Linked DNA regions of Mus musculus: all the other regions are linked to region 2. A link is a contact called in public ChIA-PET and HiChIP or PLAC-seq data. All regions are on one chromosome and are shown on one strand. The core of a region is the stretch at or near the end of the contact, and the rest is flanking DNA. Distances in the headings are between cores, read along the strand shown. Region 1 has its middle 30 kb from the start of Gm35247. Region 2 overlaps Dleu2 (deleted in lymphocytic leukemia, 2). Region 3 has its middle 6.1 kb from the start of Gm35247. Region 4 has its middle 12 kb from the start of Gm41171. Region 5 has its middle 26 kb from the start of 4930556J02Rik. Region 6 has its middle 15 kb from the start of Gm41171.

Region 1 (2,911 bases), core at 143-2,642, 140 kb after region 2:
TAGTGTTACTGTGCTGTAAACCCTGTGGACAGCAATAATGACCAGGGGGGCAAGACATACCTATGGGTGCGGTAGAGGCAGGCAGGTCACAGGAGTAACCAACTGCTTCGTGGTTGGACTTAAGGCCTGTTCCAAAGGGCAAAACACTTGCCTGGTTCTGTAAAGGAACCAATGGTTGGGTGAGTGAGTCACAGGCTTCAGGAGGTGAATCTGTTTACTATTGATCTGCTAAATGGACAGTATGGAGCTATTCTCTATATTTATATGTCTACATCTGTATATTAGTGGAGACCTCATTAGAGAAGTTGCTTTGCACAGTGGGCATGGTTAATGCAGAGAGTCACTACTGGTCCAGGTACAGAGAGTATCAGTGAGGTGCTCAGTCACAAATGGGACATCTACACTGTACCCTGTCTCCAAGACTCAGGGAGCATCACAGAAGAGGAAGTGGGAAGTCGTAAGAGCCAGGGGTTGGGAGACTAGAGCAGAGCAGCGTCTTCTGCACATGACAGGACCCTCAGTGATGCTGAGAAGAAGATGAGAAGTTTAGGTGAAAACGCATGTCTTAAGCTTTAAACCTTTCTATGGTGTATCTATTTACACATCAATCTTTTGCATGTATCATATCATATGAATGAGCATATATTATTCTACTGCAGTAGAAAAGTTGAATTTTTGATGGTTATCTGAAATATCATATTTATATCTAACTAAGAGTACATCAAGAGTTAAACACTGTAAGCCTGACTTAAAATAATTTTATGACAGTATTGTTGTTTATTATTATTAACCTTAGTAAATTGCCTAAAAATACCCATTGTTATTATCATAAGAACAATTTTCAAGTTCATGTCCGCTTCCTTTTCAAGATACAGTTAAGTTTATCATTCTAAATGCTCTAAAGTCATGCCAGGTGTGGTGATGCACACCTTTAGTCCTAGAACTCAAGAGTCAGAGGCAGAGGCAGGTGGATTTCTGTGAGTTCCAGGCCAGGCTGGTCTACAAATAAGTTTCAGGACACCCAGGGCTGTTACATAGCACAACCCTGTCTTGAACATTGCCCCCCTCCCCAAAATAAATAAAATGCTCTGAACACAAAGTGGCCTTAGCTTTGAGCAAAACCACAATCCTTCTGTAGGCAGCGGTCCTGTTAAATCCATTATGAGGAGTCCCAGTGAGAGCAGAGGAGAAATTTGTCCTTTCAGACTAAGAAAACAAAAGCGGGAGATGGAGGCTTGAGAACAGGAAAGCACCCCAATTCTCTGCAGCTGGGGGTTCCCATGTGTATTTCTGCTTCCTGTCTTGGGAGTCTGCCTTTTACAGCTCAGTGTTATACAGTGTGCATTTGTCACTGTCACCTCAGGTGCAAGCAGGATGGTAGGCTGTGGGGGGTGACTGCACGTTTCCTGAGAAGGCACCTTTTAAGGGTTTACTTCTGGAGCTGTAGGCAGCAGTAGAAAGAGCTTCCTGGAAGACAAGCTATAGCAGTATATGACTGCCCGCGAAGGAGCCTAATTTTACTAAACCACCCAGAAGAGGCCAATAAAGCTAAGTGTTCATTCACATCAACACTCTCAAATGTATAGCGGGTAAGACCTGCTTCGGGAGCCTTTGGTCTGTTGATTCTAACCTAACCTGGGGAGCAGTTAGAGAGGGTACCACAGGAACCACTTCACATTTTCTGTGAACTTGAACTTACCAGTGGAGAAGGAAGAAGTGATGTGGAAAGAAACTCAAGGTGTATGGTTCTTGAAGATGGAATGCTGGGGCAAGGCAGAGAAGAGAAACAAGACTGGGAGGTGTTTAGGAGCCTGCTTTACTCTGGGTGGAGTCATTGGCTTACTGCATCACAGGTCAGGGTTTCTCAGTTGGGTGCCCGAGCATCATGAGTGCTGCTAGCAGCCAGACCTCAGTTCCCCCAAGTGACACATCTTTCAACTTCAGCTGTGTGGTCGGGCTGCTCCCAGATTCCATGGAAATTCCTATTCTTTTCACACTTGAAAATTGTTTCCAAACAAGTGTTTCCTTTTAACATCCCCAAAGCAGGATGACTTTGTGAGTTTTGTGTTGCTTCCAACTCTGTCAGTGTTTGAGACCTCAAATCAGTCCCAATATCCCACCACTGGCTTTCCCCAAAGAGTCTCTGATGATGTATGCAGTCACTTTGGGTTCCGCCTGTTTATGGCCGTTACCGTGCCCTCACAGCCCTTTCCCATTTGCCATGGTCCAGGAAGCACCTTTGATTACCAGGGGTCTCAGCGGTTATTACTTTTGTTTCATCTTACGGAAAGGAGGTAGGAGCAGGGTAGCAACTGCGTATTGTTAGAGTTCTGAGGAAGCAAAGCCACGGGGCAAAAATCATCATATGGAGGCAGCTCAGCTCAGCGTAGTAGAAGCCAGTTCTTTAGAACAGCCCCTGACTGGTCTCTCCTGCTGCTGTTGGAGTCATGTGGACATACAGACATCAGTCTGTATGTTGTCATACACGCGCTTGAACAACAACGGCTGGACCATCTCCTTACATCTTCTCATGTGAATGCGCATGCCTGGTTCTCTAGGGCACGTCCTCTTGGAGACCGCTCCTCCCCACCCCATGGCACTGTGCCCAGCCCACTTTCCCTCTTGTCGGACTGTTACATCATCGCATCTTACTTGTCTGCCTAGCGCTTACTTCCCTCTTGTGTATTCATTAGCTGACTTGTTTATTGTGTCTTCACCAATCAGAATGTGGTTCTGTGAAGGAAGAGGCTCTGCCTTGTTCTTGGGAATCTCCAGGGTCCTCAGGATGCTTGGCCAGAGAACAACCCTGAAGGAGGTATTTGTTTATACCAAGAGAACAACTTTCTATCATTTACTGTGAGTACCTGCACGTGTCCAGCGAAGTGATGGGCATGCGGCAGGTGTCCACGGT
Region 2 (2,832 bases), core at 76-2,575:
AAACAGCCTCTTTAGTTTTACATTTAAATATATATATTTCAGAACCATCTGAAAGGCTTTTACGGAAGAAACAACTCTATTATGTACTAACTTAAAAAAAAAACTCCGATTTTACATTTTGTATTTATTTGAATAGTTCTCTGTCTAAACACAGTTTTTCGTAGGTCAAGAATTATCAGCTCTGGGATCAACATTCAAACCCCCCAGTCCCGCTTCCTTCCAGCCAATCAGTGGGTAAGAAGCCCGGCGTTTGGGAGCTCCGTTAGACTCAATTTGAAAAACATCACATTGCGCTCCTACTCTTCTGGAAGGGATCTAAATGAGGGCGGGTCCCCCAGTTTTCACAGACACACACCAAATCCAGGGTTCTGATAAAATTCCAGAGGGAGAAAGCTCTGTAGGGGGCCTGCTCTGACTAGCAAGTCACCGAGGGTCTCCTGAAGCCTGAGTCCTCGGCGAATAACCGAGAAGCTGCAGCAAAAGCATCCGCAGAGGATCACTAAGGCAGGTCCGTGCGACCCTCCCGCAGAACGTCCCATGAGCTAAGGGTTAATCTAGGGGTGCTGAGGGAGGAAAGCGACACAAGAGTTTAACGTGGACTCTTCACAAAGACTAGTACCTAGCGAGCATTACCTAAAGTCAAAGCTGTCACTGGCTCATTCAAGAGCTGTCGACTCTGGGTTGACAAAAAGCCAACAGCCAACGAAGAAAAAAAAGAAAGAAAGAAAGAAAGAAAGAAACCCCCCCCCCAAAGGAAAGACAACTCCGCTTTCTTCCGCCTCAGCGTCAGGAGTACCCAAGGAAAGTTGAGGACTGCAAAATGACCGTTAAATCGTAGGTGCAAAGGCTTGTCGGCAGGAGACACCAAGTTTCACGCTACTTTTCCTTGAGACGCTGCGATTCAAGGACCGGAGAAGGAAAAAGTCTTCTAAGAGCCCGACGCCAGGAAATCGCAAGCTCGCAGCCCCGTCCTTCCCTTCACCCCGACACCCCTCCCCCTCGAGCGAGAGAGGGGACCGCCGGGAGAGCAACGACAAAATGACCCAGCTGGATGCGGCCATCCATCCATCCGCCGCGCCCGGGGTCGGGATCCGGCCCGGGACCGGCCCGGCCGGCGTCGTTTCTTCCCCGCACTCCGCAGCGCACCTCGGGGGCCGCGGGCAGCCGTCTCTCCCGCGACCCAAGTTTCCCGGCAGGAGACGGCCTGCGCCCGGACCGCCGTGCACACCGGGGAGGGCGGGCGGGCGCCTGTCGCGGGCGACCCTGCCGCGCCGGCCTAGCTCCCCGGCCGCTCGCGCTGACAGGTCGGGCGGCGGCCGCTCGGCCGTGTCCCGCTCAAACCGCGCCTCCCCTCCCCCAGCTCCGCGCTCCCGCCACCCGAGCGCGGCCGGACGCCGCCCATCCGAGGACACCCAACTTACAGCAACCGGATCCCCTGGGGGAGCTTCTGCCGCGAAAGTGAGGGCAGACCCCGAGTCCGGTCCCTGCTCCCCTCACGGTCCTCCGGTCCCATCGCTGCCACCTCTCGAGACCCGCTTCGCTACTTGAGGCTCTTACCGACTGCGCCGCATCTGGCGAAGCCCCACCGACTGCCCTCTGCTCTAAGTTAATTTTTTTGATGATTTTTGGGGGATTTTCCGGCGTGATCCTAGCGTCGCGCTAGGCTCGGACAGGTTATCCCTTCCCTCCCGCTAGATTGATGAGATCAGGCATCACTCGAAAATGGCGCCGAAAGCGCTGAGACTCCTCATTCAAATTCGTTAGAGCCAACCCCGCCGCCCCGGGGCATGCCGGGAACGCGGGCCGGCTCCACAGCTGTCCCTGCCTCCCCCCACCCACCCCCGCGCGACCCTGCTGCGCATGCGGAAACTTCTACCTCCCTCTCCCCCGGCACATGCGCAGGATCGTCGTGGCGCAAGGCTCTCTACTTCCTCGGTTCCAGTCCCCGCTGTGTCTTGCGCTCCTGTGTGTGCCTGCGTGGCCCCTGTGCGGCAGTGGAGGTGGTCAGCTTTCGGACACTACTCCGGTGACACACTAGTGATGAAACAAATCAGGGACTATCTTAAGAGTTTCGTAAAAACAAGACAAAAACCGCTTTTAACTAAACTCCAAGCCACCGAGTGCGCCTTCGAGCCCTGGGTGGCCGCTCAGGAACTTAAAACCGCGTATCGCTGTCGTGCTCTCGCCCTCCGCCAGCGCCTCCCAGATCTGTCACACCTAAGCCTAGAACCATCTCACGAGGTAGGAATTTTACGGTTCAATCACACGACCAGCGGGCGGCTGTCACACCCCGACGTTTCCCTCCACCCCAGACCTCGAGGTGTGCGACCAGCCCACCATGCACAAGCCTTTGGATTCTGAACTGGAGACGGAGCTTTCGGTTCTGGATTGGAGCCGAAGATGTACAATCTTTTGGACGTCACTAGGGTACTTTTCCAAAAGAAAAAAAAAATAGTGCTAGAGTAAATTATGGACTCACCAGATAGGTTTCCCGTTGTATGAAGCCCCGAAAAAGTTGTAAGAGCCACTGGGTACTGATAATGTGGTACGCATTGTTATCAAACGCTTTGTGGATCAGGTGTCTCACTGCCCACAACACCTCTATGAAGTAGGTATTATTTTTGTTTTATGGCTATTGAAACCTGATGTTCCGATTATAAATTCTGCCGTCTTGCAGCTGGTGAGAGCAAGCTAGGTAAACCGCCTTTAAAAATGACTCTATAACAGGACAAAAAAAATGAAGTTAATATTTTAATTTTTCTTACAAAAGCATCTTTTGATCCTTTGCTTGCAAGACATTGTCCCTTCCACTAGGCTAATTAAGATGAAGTT
Region 3 (2,955 bases), core at 224-2,723, 160 kb after region 2:
TGAAAACGCATGGTGCAGTGGATCTGGACAGGTCTTGACTGGAAAGACGGCTCAGTGACTAACAACGTCTCCAAGCTTTAGCCAACGTTACCTTATTGGTAAAATGAACTCACGAAGTTGTTACGATAATCAAATGGAATGATATATGTGAAAACATTTACTCTCACACACAAGGCCCTTCATAAGTACTGTTTTATCTTTCCTTTCATTAGGCAGGAACGAGAATAAAAGCCAAGGACCGAAAACCCCCATGTACTAGGAATATAGCTTCCATTTTTCTTTTCCATAATATTTTCATAATGCTCTAAGCCATATGGGTAATTGTTTCAACATTTAATTTTCCACTGAATTATTTAATTACATTTATGACAAGCACGTATTATTTTGAGCATGTTAGCAGAGCCGTTAGCTTATTCTAATGGATTTACAACGTGCCCAGACACTCTTTCATTGCTGATTCTGTGTTGATAGAAAACTATGCTGCCTGCTGTAGATCTATCTTGCTTCAACCATAGTTTAATCAAATGGAATTCTTTTAAAGCCTAGATAAGGTCCCCCCTAGAGGAAAAGAGCAAGAAGATTTTCTGTAGAGCCCATATTCAAGCCTAAACATTTATCGGGCTGGCAGCTCCTACTTCTGCCTTCCAGTTTAGCAGAAAATGCTTGGTGGATTTGTTGCTTTTAAGGGAGAGGGGAGCTGCGTGCGTAGCGGAGGAGAATTGATATGCTTGGATGTTTCTTTTCCAGGAGAAAGTAGTCCTTGTGCACATCTGGAGCTGGTCATTTCTCTGGTCCCAGATGGGTTTGCAGCCCACACTTTTGCGAAGACCTTCTGCCTGCCTCAGTTTTCACTGCCTTTCTGAGGGATTTTTTTTTTCCCTCAGTGAGGTAATAACATTGGCTGCCAATCCTTCCCCAGTTAGTGCTTCAAGACCAGGCTGGCTGATGGATGCTGGGTTCCCCAGTTAGCGCTCTCAGAGTTCTGAACATCCAAAGCAGCACTGAATCAAACACACTTTTCAACACCACCACTCTCCGCAGCTCCTTGCGTCTAGGCTAACCTTTGGCTTGTAAGCAATGTTTGAAATGAGCCATGTCAGCTTCCTAACAGTGTCCCCAGCCTATAGTTTGTCCTTTGTTAAATGGTCAAAATTCTCATTTATTTAATGGGGAGTAGAGATGAGGTTTGGTCACATGCTGAGTGCAAGGAGGTTTCTGGGCACAGGCAGTGGCAGACTGGAAATCCGTTACCAATGGCTGTCTCCCACCTGCTGTGGCTTGAGCTGCAGACTGGCTTGGTGAAGACTGGATCTCCACTGTGGTGCCCTTAGGAGCCCTTAGGAGATGCTGAAAATGTCGTAAGATGAGGTCTACCATGAGATTTTTAAGTCCTAGGAAAGGGTTATGAGACCGAAATCCCTTTTCTTTTCTCTGTTAGTTTCTGGCTATCAGGAACTAGCTTTGTTTCACCATGGGCTCGCTGGCAGGATGTGGCTCCTTGCCATGGGCCCAAAGGCAAAGAGGCCAGTTGTTATGTCTTGGAACCTCTAAATATGTGAGCCTCAAATCAGCTTATGTTTTCCCTAAGTTGATGATTTCAGGTATTTGTTACAATGACACCCTTCACCTGCCTCGTGGTTCCCTCCGGGAACATTCCAGCCATTCTCGAAGTGTGTCCGGGACAGATACTGTGCTTCTACAGTGCTCTTGAGATCCACGGGGTCACTGCAGGCTGAGAGAGGACTAGGGGTTGGGAGGAAAGGTTCAACTGAGAAGGGAACTCAGACACTAGGTAATTGAGATGTGGGTCTCTGGGATGCTGCTGCTGTTGATGATGATGCTGCTGCTGATGAGTGTGTGACTTTTGTCTTGGTTTAAGGTAGGTCACAGGTGTTTTGACACAGCCTCAGAGTCTGACTTGAGGCCTGAGGTGGGAGTGGGGTGAGGAAGAGACGACACTGTCTTCTAGCACTAAAGACTCTCACATACTACCATCATAACTTTGGGGTGCGCTCGTGAGTTTGTGTGTGTGCTGAGTGGCTGGTACTGGCCTGTTCTTCCTTTTCTTTATAAATTCTCTAGTGGCTTTAGTTGTCACTTTTTAGAAAATTAATTAACTCACTTTACATCCTGATCACAGTCTCCCCTCCCTCCTCTTCTCCCAGTTTTCTCCTCTTCCCTCCCATCTCTCCATCCTCCAGTCCTCCCTCTCTCCTCAGAAAAGGGGAGTCCTCCCATGGCTATCAACCAGCCTTGGCTAGTCAAGCTGCAGTAGGACTAGGTGCATCTTTTCCTATTGAGGCTAGACTAGGCAGCCCAGTTAGGGGAAAGGAACCCAGAGGCAGAGACAGTCCCTGCTCAGGCTGTTAGGAGCCCCACATGAAGACCACGCTGCTCAGCTGTTGCACATGTGTGGAGAGCCTAGGTCTGTCCCACTCATGCTATCTAGTTGACCGTTTAGTCTCTGTGGGACTTTATGGGCCCAGGTTAGTTGTTTCTGTAGGTCTTGTGGAGTTCTTGATCTCTCTGGCCCTTTTAATCCTTCTTCCCCATGGTCCACAGGATTCCCCAAGCTCTGCCTAATGTTTGGCTATGGGTCTCTGCATCTGTTTCCATCAGTTACTTGGTGAAGTTTCTCAGATGACAGTTATGCTAGGAACCTGTCTGCAAGTATAGCAGAGTATCATTAAGTATGTCAGGGGTGGGCTCTCTCTCATGGCATGGGTCTCAGGTTGGGCCAGCCAATGCTATGCTTAGCCATTCCCTCAGTTTGGGGATGAACAGATGCTCAGCAGTTAAGAGCACTGAGTGTTCCTTCAAAGGACTTGGGTTCAAATCCCAGCACCCACATGGTAGCTCACAGCCGTCTATAATTCTGAGATCTGACACCCTCACACAGACATGCATGCAGGCAAAACACCAATGTACATAAAATAAAAATGAAGTAAAATAAAA
Region 4 (2,755 bases), core at 183-2,682, 190 kb after region 2:
ATCCTGTTCTTGAAACTTTAACTGTCAACCATCATCCACATTGTTAATCCAGTTGTTAATATGGGAGCCAAGAACTTCTGAGATCTGAAACTGACCCATAGATGAAGGTATAAACTATCTTTATATTACTAAGATGGAAAAAATACCACTACCGCCCCAAAGCATGGCAAACTCATTACTCATTTGATTACTCATTTGAGTAAATTAGTTGGCTTTAAATGATGCCTAGTACTGTATTTTTACCTGAAGTCCCAACCATTGGGATGGAATGGTCCCAACCATTCTCATGAGAAACAGTAAATAGTGGTGGGATTTTGTTTATGTTTCATACAGGAAAGAGTTTCAGTAGGTAATGCAAGCAATGTTGACAGAAAACCCTATCCATGAGTTCTGGAGGGCTTCTACCTGGCCTCCAGGTCAGGAAGATGTAGAGAAAGAGTTCAAGGATGAGAACTGAAAGCCGAGGAGACAGTCAGTGGCTGAAGAACTTGTAAGTATCAGGATGGGAGTTCAAGGTCCAGAACTATCGCGTCCGCTCTCGACCAGCAAGAACGACACGACCACCAGTCCTTCTAACAGCGGTTTATTCAGCAAACTTCAGTCTTCATCTTTCTCTTCATTTATATCTCCCCTGAACCCCGGGTCTCTCACTCTTATATACTCTCAGTCCCCATCCACTCACAGCAGGCCACGTCACCTCACCAGGTTCGCAGCTTTAGCTAATCAGGGCAGCAGGGGCATATCTCCACCAAAATGGATTCACCAGTATCCTGGTACACCTGCGCAGCTCTCATGATGGTTGTGGCTTATATTCAGGTGAGGAAGTCAGGTGCAAGTCATAAGACTTAGCTGCAGGCCCTGGCGCCTTCTTGGGACTGCCGCCACACCGGCTCCTCACACAGAACCCACGTAAAGAAGTTGGGCACGGTGGTACGCATCTGTAATCTGAGCACTGCAGAAGCAGTGACAGGGGGAGCTTTGGGGCTCACTAGCCAGCCCACCTAGTCTATTGAGATCTCCAGGGATGAAGGAAGCCATGAGGATTAGCCAGCAGAACGTGTTTCTCCTTTTCCACACAGCAGTGGGATTTCCAGGTGAGAGAAATAATCACAGAGGCAAAAGTTGCCAAAAACAAGAATCACTGAGGAATGTGGGTGGTTAATCATTTGGAGAGAGCGGTTTTGGCGTCTCGAGTGTCCGTGCTGTTGCTATCCCTTCTGAGAGGCAGGAGACCTCTGTTGAAAGACGGTGGGAATGAACTAACTTTCAGCCTGTGGGTTTGGTTGACACCTGCCATGGCATTTTCAATAACTCCTAAAAAGTGCTACCCCAGAGTCATACTGTCTCACAGTGGTCCTCTCCACCCACAGTGTCAGACTGCTAGTCTCCGACTTTGGCGGGTTCGCACTTCCTGAATGTACAGTGCAGGCTTATGCTGGCCAGAAGGCAGAGGAATTCCGCAGTTCAGTGGTCTCTGGGTGCGGCACTGTCCATGGTGGGAGGTCTTTCTGGAAACAGATAGCTGATGGGAGAGGCTAGGAAAGAGAGAACCACCCTCCACACTGTCCGTGGTGGGAGGTCCCCGAGACCAGATAGATGCTGGAGGAGGGTAGGAAAGAAAGGACCACCCTCCAGCCAGTACTTATGGCTTTGGCTGATCTGCAGAAATCTTTTTTTTTTTTTTTCTTTTAACCATCTTAAGGAAAAGGGAACTGCCCTATCCTCCCTTGAGAGTAAACACTGCTTGCTCATTGTGGCTTTCTGTCTGTCTGTGCAACCATCTTCAGTCAGGTTATTTGAATTAGTTTTGCTCACACTCCTTACACCAAGAAAAGTGCACTGAGCTGTAGGGTATAAATGAGGCTGCTCGGAATCCTGCCACCCACCAGCAGGTCCTTTTGGGGGTGTTTGGGAGCTGTGGTACTCAGTGTTGACTGTAAGCATGATTGTATTAAGAGATATCTAGGAGATCAACAACACAACTTCTAGGTATGTCTGTGAGGACCCTTCTAGAGACAATTGGTTTGAGAGGCCTCCAAACTAAGCAATGGTTTAAACCATTGATGGATTCACAGGTTAAGTGACCTGTGGGGAGATGGTGGAACCTTGGGAGGTAGGGCCCTGTTGGAAGAAGCAACTCTGTTTCTGGTAGGATTTCAGGTACCCCACCCTTTAACTAACTTTCTTTCTTTCTTTCTTTCTTTCTTTCTTTCTTTCTTTCTTTCTTTCTTTCCTTCCTTCCTTCCTTCCTTCCTTCCTTTCCTTCCTTCCTTCCTTCCTTCCTTCCTTTCTTTCTTTCTTTCTTTCTTTCTTTCTTTCTTTCTTTCTTTCTTTCTTTCTTTCTTTCTTTCTTTCTTTCTTTCTTTCCTCTCTTTCTCTTTTTCTCTTTCTTCTTTCCTTCCTTCCATCCTTCCTTTTTATTTTTTTCCTTCTGATGCCAAAAACAGAAAGAAAAATCAAGGTATTTATATTTTGTGACTGTAAACAGTAACAACCAAAGTTAAGTTTTACAGCGGTAAGGCTTCTTTTATTTATTTGAAAACCTGTACTGACCTCAGGACTGTTCCCCCACACCCCTCTGCCTCCCAGAGCAGAGTGGGCTTGTCTCCATCATGAGCACTCAGCTGGCTTCCCTGTTCCTTCCAGGTGGTGTTAAGGTCCAAGAAGTTTCCCTAGCCCTCCCCCAAGCAGGAAGAAGCAGTGTGTGTGTGTAAGAAAAAACATCAGCAAAGAAATATGGCTAATGTTACACAAC
Region 5 (2,982 bases), core at 3-2,502, 130 kb before region 2:
AGCGCTGTCACGGCAGAGCTGTAGACATGGAGGCTGGAATAAGCGCTGTCACGGCAGAGCTGTAGACATGGAGGCTGGAATAAGCGCTGTCACGGCAGAGCTTGTAGACATGGAGGCTGGAATAAGCGCTGTCACGGCAGAGCTGTAGACATGGAGGCTGGAATAAGCGCTGTCACGGCAGAGCTATAGACATGGAGGCTGGAATAAGCGCTGTCACGGCAGAGCTGTAGACATGGAGGCTGGAATAAGCGCTGTCATGGCAGAGCTATAGACATGGAGGCTGGAATAAGCGCTGTCACGGCAGAGCTGTAGACATGGAGGCTGGAATAAGCGCTGTCACGGCAGAGCTATAGACTCTCAGTCGCCTGGGACTCTGCTTCTGCATCTCTTGTCTCTGTTTAGCTGTTTTGCCTTGCTCGTGGAGATGTGTTGTGCCAGACTCCTGGGGACGGGAGTCTGCAGATCTGGTCCTTCCTCTCTGGCTGGGGGTGGAGGGTGAGGGGTGTCTTCTTCAGCCTTTGGAATTTCCTATCAATTGGGTGAAGCCTGGAACGGATGAAATTCAGGTTCAGCAGCTGTGGCAATAACCTCACAGGTGGTTGATGTTTAAAGTAGCTAATGTCACCCAAAGCAAATGTATTTGCGGGACCCTCTCCTCCATGGGCTGACTCTGCGAAGGCCACTGAAGCACGTCTCTGTGAGAATTTTAATGGAGAGGTCGCCCATTCACCCTTCCAGTTTATTAAACTTTTTTTTCTTTTATTTTCTTTTCTTTTTTCTCTTTTCTTTTCTTTTCTTTTCTCTTCTCTTCTCTTCTCTTCTCTTCTCTTCTCTTCTTTTCTTTTCTTTTCTTTCCTCCTTTCTTTCTTTTTGGTTTTTCGAGACAGGGTTGCTCTGTATAGCCCTGGCTGTTCTGGAACTCACTTTGTAGACCAGGCTGGCCTTGAACTCAGAAATCCACCTGCCTCTGCCTCCCAAGTGCTGGGATTAAAGGCATGCACCACCATGCCCGGCTTATTAAACTTTTTTATTCCTCTGATTGATGACTGAAGTCTCATGAGTCTGAGACTCTGCAGCCATTGCTCACCCAGGCCTTTTCAGGTCTGTGAGCACTCTGTCAACATAACCACAGGTCACATGTCTGGGTAAAAATGTACAAAAATAAGACTTAGCCACAAGCAGCAAATGGCTGTGTCTGCCCCAGCTTTCCTGCCTTACTTCCTCTTGTGTTGGGTGGTGGTGGAGTGGTCATGGGAGATTTTGAAGCAGGGACGTTCATCTGGGGGAGGATTGTGTTACTCACCCTGCTCATCCCTGTGACCACACAGTTGGCAGAAACAAGAGGAAGACGGCTTTACTGTGATCATGCTTTCCCGACAGCGAGTGTGTGTGTGTGTGTGTGTGTGTGTGTGTGTGTGTGCGTGTGGTGATAGTGATGGTGATGGTGATGGTGATGGGACGTTTGCAGTGGCTCCCACTGCGGCTGCTAGAAGGCAGGAGAGAGGAATGTAGGAAGGGGCCAGAGTAAGAAAGAGCCCCGAGGACACTGGTGGTTTGAATGTGCTTGCCCATGAAAAGTGGCTGTGCAGTGCCCAAGGACGTGGTGTGTCCTTGTTGGAGTAGGTGTAGACTTTTTGGAGGAAGTGAGTCACTATGGGGTGGGTTTTGAGGTCCTATGTTCAAGCTCTACCCAGTGGGGATAAGAACTTCTTTCAGCTGCCTGTGAAGAGAGTCCTCTCTCCAGGCTACCTTTGGATAAAGATGTAGAACTCTGGGCTTCTCCAGTACCATGCCTGTCTGCACACTGCCATGTTTCCTGCCATGATGATAATGGATTGAACCTCTGAAATTCTGAGCCAGACCCATTAAATGTTTCCCTTTATGAGAGTTGTCTTGGTCATGGTGTCTGTTCACAGTCATGAAACCCTAAGACGGACACGCCCCTAGAGGTCCTGTTCTTCTGGCTAGACCTCATTCCTGCCTCTACTGTTTTCTAAGAATGCTGCCATGTTATGAATCCATCAAGTAGTTAATCCCTGATTTTGCTCAGAACCCTTATGCTCTAGCTGTCTGTAAATATGGTCTCACAGACAGGCCCACAGGCATATTTGATAATTATGTTGGTTTAATCCAATATAAGTGATGATCAAGATTACCCATCACAGGGTTCCCTTAGTTATGGTTCCCTGGAATATATCCATATAGTGCAGATTATACATACATACATATACACATATGTGCATATATGTGTGTGCGTATGAGAATGTACATGTATACATGAGAATATGTGAGAGTGTATAAATGAGAATATGTGAGACTATTAACTTTTGTGAACATTTATTTCTACTTGGAATTTATCACAGACATGTGTTTTCTAACCCTCATGCATGGGTTAATTTTTGGCTCTATGCATCATGGCTGACAACCAACAACAGCACTGTGGGCCAACCTAACACCCTTTCCCCACATATCCAAGATACCCTGCTCAGAAAGGGCTGCCCAGTGGGGATGAGGTCCCTATGGTGTTCTTTTTTGGGGGGTGGGGGGTGAGACAGGGTTTCTCTGTGTAGCCCTGGCTGTCCTGGAACTCACTCTGTAAACCAGGCTGGCCTCGAACTCAGAAATCCGCCAGCCTCTGCCTCCCAAGTGCTGGGATTAAAGGCGTGCACCAACACTGTCCAGCCCCTATGGATTTCCTATGGACATGGCTAGAAATTCTAAGACTAGCAGGCCCTTGGTCTCGTGCTTAAAGAATTGTAATTCAGGATTCTGGTCATTTCCATCCTTCCCAGACTGAGATTTTTCCACTCTTAGAAGTTATGTCACTGAGGTTTGCCATCACTGGAGTCTGTAGAGAAGGGACATGCAGTGATTTAAGGGAGGAAAGGTGTCCTTGGCGCATCTTTGGAAAGGATACAGTGGGGGCTGGGGGGAAAGAACACCAGCAACAGCAACAACACGTATTAGGAGACCCATAGCAAT
Region 6 (2,840 bases), core at 311-2,810, 210 kb after region 2:
TCTCACTGTGTGTGTGTGTGTGTGTGTGTGTGTGTGTGTGTGTGTGTGTGTGTGTGTGTGTGTGTGTAGAGAGAGAGAGAGAGAGAGAGAGAGAGAGAGAGAGAGAAAGAGAATGAGAATGAATCAGTGCAGGATCTGCTGGTGTGTTAGAAGCCTAGCAGTTCTGAACTTCTCCCAACCCATCACTCGCCTGCTAGGATTTCATTCTGGCTAGCCTCTCAGTGAATTCAGGCACCTCCTGGCCTCATCTAGCCAATTGTTAATTTATGCTTAAGTCTGTGACTTTATTTAGCTATGGTTTTGAGGATGTCAGCATTGATAAGATTTACTTCTGAGGCTAGCTGTGGAAGATTGTGCGATGGACTGAGAGAGCCAACAGCTTTAGTGGCAAACATTGCGTTTTCTGAGACCCTCATGACCTTAATTTATTTTTCTCTATAATTCATTTAAAAAAATGGTTGGTTGCCCTGTGTTTACTCTTCAGATCCTACTTCCTCCTTTGTCCTATGGGGTTAGCTGGATATAGTGGCTGGATATAGTGAGTGGAAATCTAGTATTCAGGAGACAGAAGCAGAGAAGTCTCAGTGCTTTAGGCCAGTTTGGGCTACATGGTGAGACCCTCTCTCAAGAAAGGAAGGAAGGAAGGAAGGAAGGAAGGAAGGAAGGAAGGAAGGAAAGAAGGAAAGAAGGAAAGAAGGAAAGAAGGAAAGAAGGAAAGAAGGAAAGAAGGAAAGAAGGAAAGAAGGAAAGAAGGAAAGAAGGAAAGAAGGAAAGAAGGAAAGAAGGAAAGAAGGAAAGAAGGAAAGAAGGAAGGAAGGGTATTTAGTTTTCGATTTTGATGTCTGAGAGGACAAAGCTTGAAGTCTGCTCTGATGGGACCTTCTGACCCCACTGCTTCACTGTGGATGATGTCATGGAAGGACCATAGAAGAAAAGCCACAACTATATGACAAAACAGGAAGTCAGAGTGAGCGGCAGATGAATCTCATAATTTATAACCTTTGATAAGAACTTGCCAGGGTGCCCTAGGAACAGCTACCTTGTGCCTAAGTATGCTCCGAAAGATCTAACGATCTCCTTTGAGGTCCCATCTCTTAAAGGTCTCATTACTCTTTAACATGGCAGTGCTGAGGACTAAGGTTTACCATGAACCCTTGGAAGATGCAATGAAGCCATGTCCAACCTAGTGTTTCTTCTCGCCTGTCACAATCCACTCCCTTCTCATAAAGGGATGCCCTCATGCCATCTCAAATAATTGAGTTTGTTCCAAAAACCAAAGAAAGGGATGGAATATGTTATCTTAGTTTGGACAATTCATTAAGAAGGCCATGAGCTTATTAGTAATGCTTGAGAAGTGTGGGATATCTACATGTGAGCTAGACAGGAACAGATGTGGAAGAGAGCTAGATGGAGAATCTGTTCATCCCACCTTTGGCCTAGTATTGATAGATTGACTTAGAATCCACAGAGAGGAGGCAGCATACACACAGCTTAGAGGGAAGTGAGGAGCCCAATCTCTTTCCCTCAGGTCTGTACAGCTACTTCCCCTGTGAAGGCCTCACTTCCTTCTCCGTCAAAAGATCTTCTAGAATCGATGATCTCTCAAGACTCTTACAGCTGCCACAGCTCTGTGTTCTAGTTTTAAGCAATGGCTTGGTGCTTTGAAATTTCGAAACAGTTTGAGAAATCTTGTGAAAATAGGAACTTGCTCTTTTCTAGGACCCGCACTTCCTGCTTTTATAACAATTGAGCTGATGGTAGCTAGAAAGGCCATCACGGTTAGCTCCCGCCTGCTGCACTGTGAAGGCTTCAGAGGAGGATCCTGCTGCACCAGGTGTTTGTTCAAGGCTCCTTGGCAGCAGGGCACAGAGTCTGCTTAAGTCTTGCCTCAGTCACCAGCATCGCCATCCGCCACTGTTTCCTGAGCCCAAAGACACTTCAAGAGCCCAAGTGCAGGCATGCTAAAAGTGATGGCCAAATGCCTCATGACTCAATACTTGAAACCTTGCTTCAAATTCACAAGCAGCTAAGGTGGTTTGGTGCTGCTGGCCCAGCTGTGTAGCTTCAATCTACTGAAATCATTGCATTTCAGCCATCTATAGAGGCAGAAAAAAATGAAGGAGGCAAGACAGAGAGATCTATACCCCCAGCTCATTCTTATCTTGGAGCATTAAAGATTGGGTCTGTATTGTACTGACCCTTTGTAACTGTATCCAAGGAATCCATGAGCAGCTTAACCCTGTCAAGGAACGGGAGCTTGAAAATGACCCCTTCAGGCAAGACTAGAATCCGACTCCTCAAACAAGCCATTAACTTTGTCTTGATTACACAGAGCATCTCAGGCTCAGAACATCTCCATCTTATCGTGGGCCGCATCATAAATAATGGGGGAAAACTGTCTGCAATGGTTTGCGTTTTCTTAGACTATTTGGAAATTTCCAGCTTTGTGTACAATACTGAAGACTTCTGACCTCGGGCATGGCAGCATGAGGAGATCTATGGTTTGTCCTCTCAGCCTGTGGGCAGTAATCCCTCTGCAGGGGCTATCACTGTCCTGAAATCTCTGAATGTTGGCTAAGTGCATGGGAAACAAATTCATGGCCAGAAAAGGACCTTAATAAAGAGAATGTATTTCTCCAGGGAACACTCTTAACTCTTTTATGTATCTGCCTGTAATCTCACAAATAAATTGATAATTCTATTTTGTCTTTGAACATTTATTATTTCTCTAGGAAATAATATGAGGGAAGGTTTATTGTATAGTCCTTTATACACTTAAACTTCAAGGTACATTTAGAGCAGTGGTTCTCTCAGCTTCCCTAATTCTGAGACCCTTTAAT

The links. ChIA-PET counts read pairs in DNA pulled down with a chosen protein or histone mark. HiChIP or PLAC-seq counts read pairs in DNA pulled down with a chosen protein or histone mark.
Region 1: an RNA polymerase II ChIA-PET map of memory CD8 T cells shows a contact between it and region 2, with 238 read pairs. The contact joins two enhancer-like sites. A contact is called at or near these places in 2 of 39 promoter capture datasets (both in liver), 4 of 484 Hi-C or Micro-C datasets (CD8 T cells, embryonic stem cells and trophoblast stem cells) and 8 of 115 datasets of contacts at active chromatin or transcription factors (the SCID.adh cell line, bone marrow-derived macrophages, embryonic stem cells and 2 more).
Region 3: an H3K4me3 HiChIP or PLAC-seq map of microglia shows a contact between it and region 2, with 4 times the contacts expected there. The contact joins two enhancer-like sites. A contact is called at or near these places in 1 of 484 Hi-C or Micro-C datasets (nephron progenitors) and 7 of 115 datasets of contacts at active chromatin or transcription factors (CD8 T cells, the SCID.adh cell line, bone marrow-derived macrophages and 4 more).
Region 4: a contact with region 2 is called in an H3K27ac HiChIP or PLAC-seq map of microglia, with 5 times the contacts expected there. The contact joins two enhancer-like sites. A contact is called at or near these places in 2 of 39 promoter capture datasets (hippocampal neurons and liver), 3 of 484 Hi-C or Micro-C datasets (cerebral cortex, nephron progenitors and uterus) and 7 of 115 datasets of contacts at active chromatin or transcription factors (the SCID.adh cell line, bone marrow-derived macrophages, a colorectal cancer cell line and 4 more).
Region 5: an RNA polymerase II ChIA-PET map of memory CD8 T cells shows a contact between it and region 2, with 24 read pairs. The contact joins two enhancer-like sites. A contact is called at or near these places in 2 of 39 promoter capture datasets (liver and stem cell-derived epiblast-like cells) and 5 of 115 datasets of contacts at active chromatin or transcription factors (CD8 T cells, bone marrow-derived macrophages, embryonic stem cells and 1 more).
Region 6: an H3K4me3 HiChIP or PLAC-seq map of bone marrow-derived macrophages shows a contact between it and region 2, with 6 times the contacts expected there. The contact joins two enhancer-like sites. A contact is called at or near these places in 15 of 484 Hi-C or Micro-C datasets (CD4 T cells, the G1E-ER4 cell line, bone marrow-derived macrophages and 10 more) and 14 of 115 datasets of contacts at active chromatin or transcription factors (CD8 T cells, the SCID.adh cell line, T-cell acute lymphoblastic leukemia and 8 more).

The regions. Positions count from the first base shown.
Region 1 is chr14:61,786,574-61,789,484 of GRCm38.p6, forward strand. No RefSeq gene overlaps it. Among named protein-coding and RNA genes, the nearest start is that of Gm35247, 30 kb to the right of the region's middle. Within about 2 kb of position 1,393, at least 31 of the 459 cell types and tissues checked have an H3K27ac peak or open chromatin away from gene starts, as enhancers often do. A contact at or near this core is called in CD8 T cells and memory CD8 T cells, where this site is marked.
Region 2 is chr14:61,647,061-61,649,892 of GRCm38.p6, forward strand. The region is part of intron 1 of Dleu2 (deleted in lymphocytic leukemia, 2); the gene reads right to left. Among named protein-coding and RNA genes, the nearest start is that of Mir15a, 16 kb to the left of the region's middle. Within about 2 kb of position 1,326, at least 436 of the 459 cell types and tissues checked have an H3K27ac peak or open chromatin away from gene starts, as enhancers often do. A contact at or near this core is called in CD8 T cells, acute myeloid leukemia, bone marrow-derived dendritic cells and 6 more, where this site is marked.
Region 3 is chr14:61,810,283-61,813,237 of GRCm38.p6, forward strand. No RefSeq gene overlaps it. Among named protein-coding and RNA genes, the nearest start is that of Gm35247, 6.1 kb to the right of the region's middle. Within about 2 kb of position 1,474, at least 7 of the 459 cell types and tissues checked have an H3K27ac peak or open chromatin away from gene starts, as enhancers often do. A contact at or near this core is called in microglia, where this site is marked.
Region 4 is chr14:61,833,014-61,835,768 of GRCm38.p6, forward strand. No RefSeq gene overlaps it. Among named protein-coding and RNA genes, the nearest start is that of Gm41171, 12 kb to the right of the region's middle. Within about 2 kb of position 1,433, at least 30 of the 459 cell types and tissues checked have an H3K27ac peak or open chromatin away from gene starts, as enhancers often do. A contact at or near this core is called in bone marrow-derived macrophages and microglia, where this site is marked.
Region 5 is chr14:61,517,654-61,520,635 of GRCm38.p6, forward strand. No RefSeq gene overlaps it. Among named protein-coding and RNA genes, the nearest start is that of 4930556J02Rik, 26 kb to the left of the region's middle. Within about 2 kb of position 1,253, at least 82 of the 459 cell types and tissues checked have an H3K27ac peak or open chromatin away from gene starts, as enhancers often do. A contact at or near this core is called in CD8 T cells, bone marrow-derived macrophages and memory CD8 T cells, where this site is marked.
Region 6 is chr14:61,859,936-61,862,775 of GRCm38.p6, forward strand. No RefSeq gene overlaps it. Among named protein-coding and RNA genes, the nearest start is that of Gm41171, 15 kb to the left of the region's middle. Within about 2 kb of position 1,561, at least 83 of the 459 cell types and tissues checked have an H3K27ac peak or open chromatin away from gene starts, as enhancers often do. A contact at or near this core is called in acute myeloid leukemia, bone marrow-derived dendritic cells, bone marrow-derived macrophages and 3 more, where this site is marked.